2 separate regions of the Macaca mulatta genome follow, and region 2 is linked to region 1. The links are chromatin contacts, called in public Hi-C maps. All regions are on one chromosome and are shown on one strand. Each heading gives the region's core, a stretch centred on a gene start, on an enhancer-like site or on the middle of the called end of the contact. The rest is flanking DNA. Distances are from core to core; before and after follow the strand shown.

The links. A called contact is a pair of places that touch in the nucleus more often than the background predicts.
Region 2: a Hi-C map of fetal cortex germinal zone shows a contact between it and region 1, with 2.9 times the contacts expected there. The contact joins the promoter of CORO1C here to the enhancer-like site in region 1. A contact is called at or near these places in 4 of 14 Hi-C or Micro-C datasets (blood, fetal cortex germinal zone, fetal cortical plate and 1 more).

The regions. Positions count from the first base shown.
Region 1 is chr11:115,827,156-115,830,254 of T2T-MMU8v2.0, forward strand. The region is part of intron 2 of CORO1C (coronin 1C); the gene reads right to left. Among named protein-coding and RNA genes, the nearest start is that of CORO1C, 40 kb to the right of the region's middle. Within about 2 kb of position 1,341, at least 38 of the 40 cell types and tissues checked have an H3K27ac peak or open chromatin away from gene starts, as enhancers often do. A contact at or near this core is called in blood, fetal cortex germinal zone, fetal cortical plate and 1 more, where this site is marked.
Region 2 is chr11:115,867,685-115,870,612 of T2T-MMU8v2.0, forward strand. CORO1C (coronin 1C) reads right to left here and starts at 1,271. Exons shown (of 11, transcript NM_001265934.1): 1 at 1,174-1,271.

The DNA.
Region 1 (3,099 bases), core at 91-2,590:
AAGGGAGTATGGGCCTGTAGAGACTTCACCTGCCTGTGAGTGAAAAACAGCAGTCTTTTTGGACAGAAGTGAAAATGCCAAACAAATAATTTTAGCATTGCAGATCCTCTCTAAAAACTAGGTTTAACACTGAATAGACCATATTTTAAAATCAATTAAGAACCTGAGGGAAGTTATTGTAAAACTACAAACATTTTATTATCAGAAAGCAAAAACACAGAAAAGTTAACATTTCCTTACTCCACCTTGCCCAAATATGCGATAGCAACCAGAGTAGCTGTATTTCCTAACTTCCTGACTTAAAGAATTTATAAAGTGAAAACCTAATACTTTCTGCTCATTATTGCACACAAGTAATTCCATATGATACTTCTGGGCTAAGAACAAATAAAAACTTGGAACCCAAGATGAGGCAGAATCTAGTTAAAGTAAAATTGAGCTGGAAAGCAAAAGTTGAAAAGCAAAAGAACTATAGATGTAAATGCAATATGGGAAATTAAAGCATTCAATATCAAATTAGAAAATAGAGAAACTGGTTGTCTAAGCCCTCATAGTAAGCAAATGACACTGGAGACTGATCTACTGAAACGCTCTGTGAATGCTGAAGAGCTCCAGGGCTAACCCTTCCCGTTGCAGCTCTGCACTGGTTTAATCCACAGGCCTCTGAATGAAAATCCACCCTCCTTGGAGATGAAAAATATAAAAATATTACAACCTTTTTTGGGGGGTGGGAGGCCAATGCCTTGGGCTCCATGATTCAGTCAGTTCACAAAAGCAAGAGGACTGTAGTATAGACTCAATTCAGCCAGCCAGAAATGAAACCCAAGTCACTGTTCCTCCAAGAAAGCAGACATGTTTTCCATCACACGCCCTCTCAGCTCAGCCTTCCCCGGACTCAACTCAGGTCCCATCCCTAACTGCCAAAGGTACTCAACTTAGCAGGAGCAGATGATTTGCTACATGTGGTTGTAAGGTGGCTTCTAGGTTGTAAGGTGGCTTCCATGACTGCAGAAATGTGTTCATGACACCTTCAGTTTATTTCAGAGTAATGTGTATTCAGATACCTTTCTTTACCAGAGAGATAGCAGCTTTCCCAGACTGGGGTTACCATGTTTACACAGTGAGGGCTTCGGCTGGCAGCAATTGCCGGCCTGCTTAGCACAGACAGGCGCACTCCACAAACCCAGGAAAGAGTTAAACGTTCTTTGCACTTGACTCAGTGGCTTCTCTTCACCACACACTCTCAGATCCCACCATTCTCTGAGCCACCCGTGCAGCCAATCAAAGCAAAGGAAGGAAATTATCCTGGCCGGCTGACAGCCACAGCGCTCTGATGGCCATATATGGTAAAAACCACTGTCAGAGCCCTGTCAGGCCTGCGGGCCGGCTGCTGTGGACATATCAGTGAACTGCAGCAGCAGGAGAAGCTGGCCAAGGAAACGCACAAAGGCTGCCTGCTCATCTCCAGGGGAGGGGGTGGGGTGGAAACCATCATCTGCCAGGGCACACACTTACAGTGAGTCACAGCCACTCACTGTCATCAAAAATAGCCCCGGGGTACATTGGGAAGTTCCTTCTGCCAGGACTTTGTGCTCCATTGTTAACTGGGAGTGAGCAGGGTGCCCACCCCACCCCTCTCAGCAAGACTGTGGAAAACACAGTCACAAGGAGAAAATGAAAAGGCCCTTCTGTGGCACTTCATGTGGTAATGAGGCCAGGCCGCGCTCGTGTGGCTGGCAGCTCGTGACATAATTTGGAAGTCATTGTTCTGCACCTGGTGCCCTCCCCCTGCATCCTCCCATCCCTCCCAGTCCTGTCCCCCAGCTTTTCACAGCCCATACACTTGGCAGTTGAAGGTGCTCCAGGCATCAGACAGAATCTATTTCAGGAGGCAGTGAATGGGCATCCCATGACATGACAGGACACTGGCCGGCTCCGAACAAAATCCTCTGCCCCTAACACCAAAGCTACCAAGTGCCAAACATCCACATCTGTACAAAGGGCTACCGGCACTGCCACTGTTGTCTAAAACAGAGTACCGCAATGTGTAGAAATGGAAATTGCCTGTCAGCAATGCACAGTAAGGCGGACATGCAGCCAATGCAAATCCAGCAGGTGCTGGCAGAGACTGCGGATCACACAGAAAAGCACCGTCAGGAGACTGCCATTCCCTCTCAAGTAGCCCATGAAAGAAGGCACTTATCAGCATGGCGCCTGGCACTTAAAGGAAGCCCGCAACAAATGTGAACTGCTGCAATTTCATCACTGCCACTGTGTCCTCACAAGGCATGGTATAGACCAAGTATTTTCCAAACCTAAGACAATTCTCTGAACTGACAGAATGAAAGACCTGACAAGTTACTGTTTTTGTTATTAAACTCTCTAATCCCAGAGAAAGAATGCAAAGGATTCAGTGTCCATTAGACTACAGGTTTTTTTTGTTTTTTTTTTTTTTTTGAGACAGAGTCTTGCTCTATCGCCCAGGCTGGAGTGCAATGGCATGATCTCGGCTCACTGCAACCTCTGTGTCCTATGTTCAAGCCATTTTCCTGTCTCAGCCTCCCGAGTAGCTGCGATAACAGGCATGTGCCACCATGCCCAGTTAATTTTTGTATTTTTAGTAGAGACGGGGTTTCACCATGTTGGCCAGGCTGGTCTCGAACTCCTGACCTCAGGTGATCCACCTGCCTCGGTCTCACAAAGCGCTGGGATTACAGGAGTAAGCCACCGTGCCCGGCTAGATCACAGATTCTATACCAAAAAAAAAAAAAAAAAAAAAATTGTTCACACTCAGAAAAAAAATTAAGAAAAATATACATGTACAAATCAAATAAGGATACAGCAACCTAAGTTCTAATCCACAAACAACCTCACGGTCTTAGACAACCACTCAATCTGAGTTCCAATTTCTACAACTGTAGAACAGAGGAATGATCCCACCCTACCAAGTGAAAAAATGGAGACACTGTTCATGAAGAGGACAATCCACGTACAATCTGCTGACATTCTGCAGTCTCATTTCTATGAAGGTGACAGAAGCCACTGCTTTTTCCTAAAGATGATATAAAGGAAAGATGCCACGCTGATCTAGTTATAACA
Region 2 (2,928 bases), core at 21-2,520, 40 kb after region 1:
ACAAGGGCAGCCTACATTACGGCCAAATATAGGATGTGTTTCTAAACCGTGATGCAGTAAAGCCTACGATTCCTTTTCCAGCGTTCAAAATTCTTTGAACACTCCCAAAAAAGGATGGCAGGGCCAGCGCCTCCCTCCAAGAGGAAGCCCCTTTCTTCTCGGCTCTCACCGCAGCCTGCCACTTCCCCCCACACATTCAAATCATTTGAGAGACGGAGAGCTGGGGAGCGTGCGCCGGTGGGGACAGGCGGGAGAGCTCGGTTTCTGCATTCCCACCCTCCACGTCTGACCTCATCCTCAATCATTTCGGCGCAGCGGGGCCCCACCTGCACCTCGCTCCCTTTTACTGCGTCCCTCGCCAGCTGCCCCGCTATTAGGGGAACACACCTCTGAATCACCCAGTTCACTCGGACGACAGTCTTCCGGCTTCGTTCCTCCCCTCCCAACCCCCAGCCAGTCCCAGCCCTCTGCTCCCTTGGCCAGGCTCAGCCTCTACCCAAGCCGCCCCCACCCACATTACTCCAGCTCCAGCCCTGCCCCGCCCTGCCTGACCCCCAACCGAGATCTGCAGGGCCCAGAGCTGGCCTCGCACCCAAAGCCAGGAAACCCGCAGGCCAGGCGGCCACCCTCGCCCCTCCCGACGCAGGGCCCAGCTCGCCTTGGCCCCACGTGAGCCCAGCCCCTGCCCGCCCCCACCCACTCGCTCCCTGGGGCGGCCCAAACCCAGTCCCCAGGCCTGAAGCCCCAGGGCTCTGCGCCTCGCCCGGAGCAGCCCTTCCCTCCCAGCACCTCTCCCGAGCAGGCGATCCCTGACCCCTAAAAGCCTTCCCTGGGCAGCCGCGTCCCACCTCGGCCGGCGGCTCCGCACCCGGCTAGGAGCGTTCCGGACCTCGAAAGCCTCCTCCCCACAGGGACCCTGCTTCACGCTTCCCACGCCACCTGGTTCGGTCCCCAACTCCGTTTCCCCGAGCCCCCGACAGCAGCCCCCAGCCTAACCCCTTGCACCCCAGCCCGTGAACCCGCGCCCCGCACGCCCACCCAGCCCTGTCCCCTCCACCCAGCCCTGCCCCTCGCCCCGCCGGCTCCTGTCAGCCCGCGCAGGCACAGGCTCAGAGGACAGGTCCGCCCGCCCGACTCGCTCTCAGGCTGCCCCGTCGGGCGCGCGCCGCTCACCCGGGCCGAGGTGCCTGAGGCGCCGCCGCCGAAGTCCCTGCTGCAAAGCAGGGCGAAGCCTCCAACCGCTGCCGCCTCCCGCCTGGCACTGAGCGCTGTGAGGGGGAGGGGCGCGGGCAGCCGCCCCCGCCCCCGCCACCGCGTGTAGGCCCCGCCCCCGCACCGCGCGGGGCCCAACCAGGGCTGCCGGGCTGCGGCACGCCACGCCCATTTCCGGGAGGGGAAGCCCGCTTCCCACCCCACGTTCCACGCCTTGCTACGCCCCCTCTGGTCGTGCCGAGGGATGCAGACGGTGCCCAAGCGCACGCCCAGCTCTCCAGTCATCTGAGTGGCCAGAGGGCCACGCCCACAGGCGCCTCTGAGCCACGCCCACTGCTCCTTAGACCCCGGAGCCGGGTTGTTAGAGCCCCGCTCACTGACCCGCTAGGCTCTGCGAGGCCACGTCCCCTAGCTCCTCAAAGATTCCCCCAGAATCCCTTAATACAGGAACATTAGCTCTTCTGAGCCCCGCGCACTGCCTATCCAAGTCCTTAAAGCAGCCTCCTGGTTCCCTAAGCCCGGCTGCCCTCCCACTGCTTCAGAACTCGCCCAGCAGCCTCACAAAGCCCCGCCCCGTCTTCCAGAAGCCCCGCCCAAGGACTGCAACCCTATTCCTAGCATCTCAAGCCCCGCCCACTGCCCGATCTCAACGTTTAAACCTCAAGCCCCGCCCCGAATTCGCGAATCCACGCCTCTGGCCCCCGAGGCTCCGCCCTGGCTCCGTCACACACTCCCACCACCTCCCCTGAGGACTGCCGAAGTTCCAGCCCTCCCTGAACCGTCCATTGTCACATTCCTAGTGCAGGGTGTCCGCCCCTGGGCTGGGCCACACCCACGTAACACCAAAGAGGGCCCGTGATTGACCCCATTTCGCAGGTGAGGGAATGGAAACTTCAGGGTTCCTCCCTTCCTTTCCCTGGCCGGAGTCCCTTAATAACTCGGCGGCCCGGGCCTGAAAGTCGGAGCACAGGAATTTGAGCCTCAGCTCTGCTGCCGTCAGACTGTGTGACCTGGGATAGTTCTCTTACCTCTCTGGGCCAGAGTTCCCTAATCTTTAGCATGAAGAAATTGTCCTGTTAATAGCCAAAATCCGTTTCTGAAATACTAAGCTCTGAAATACCGAGATTTGAGAAAACAGAGCCTGGGGAACCGAATTGACTGAGGGGTAGGGCTACTTGTTTCCCAAACAAGACATCTTTGCCATTCACAGGGGGATTTTTTTTATTTTAAGCGTCGGCCTCAGAAACGTGTGTTATTTAAATCAGGCTCGACCTGAACTAAGACAGCTATCACAGCAAATTCTCTCTTAGGGTCAGTTTCTTTATCTGTAAAATGGGGATAATAACAGCCCCTCCCTCACAGGGTTCCATGAGAGCATATTAGCAGCCATGATCATGGCATTACTTTTTGCCATTAAAAGGAATGGCAAAAACCGCGATTACTTTTACACCAGGATAATAGTAATAGGCTTAGAAGGGTTCCTGGCTTGTAATAAACCCTCGACAGTCCCTGTTGCTGCTACTGCTGGGACTCAAGAAAATGAAAGGTTGGGTTTTATTTTGCCTTCAAGCAGCCACTCCTAATAAGAGGAATTCAGCACTCTTCCTGCAGCAAGATTTGCCACTCACTTTATTTAAATGAGATAAACGTGATAAAACACCTACTGCAGTGCCTGCCATATGGTGCGGTTCAAAAACAATTCACTTGTTTTTGTTT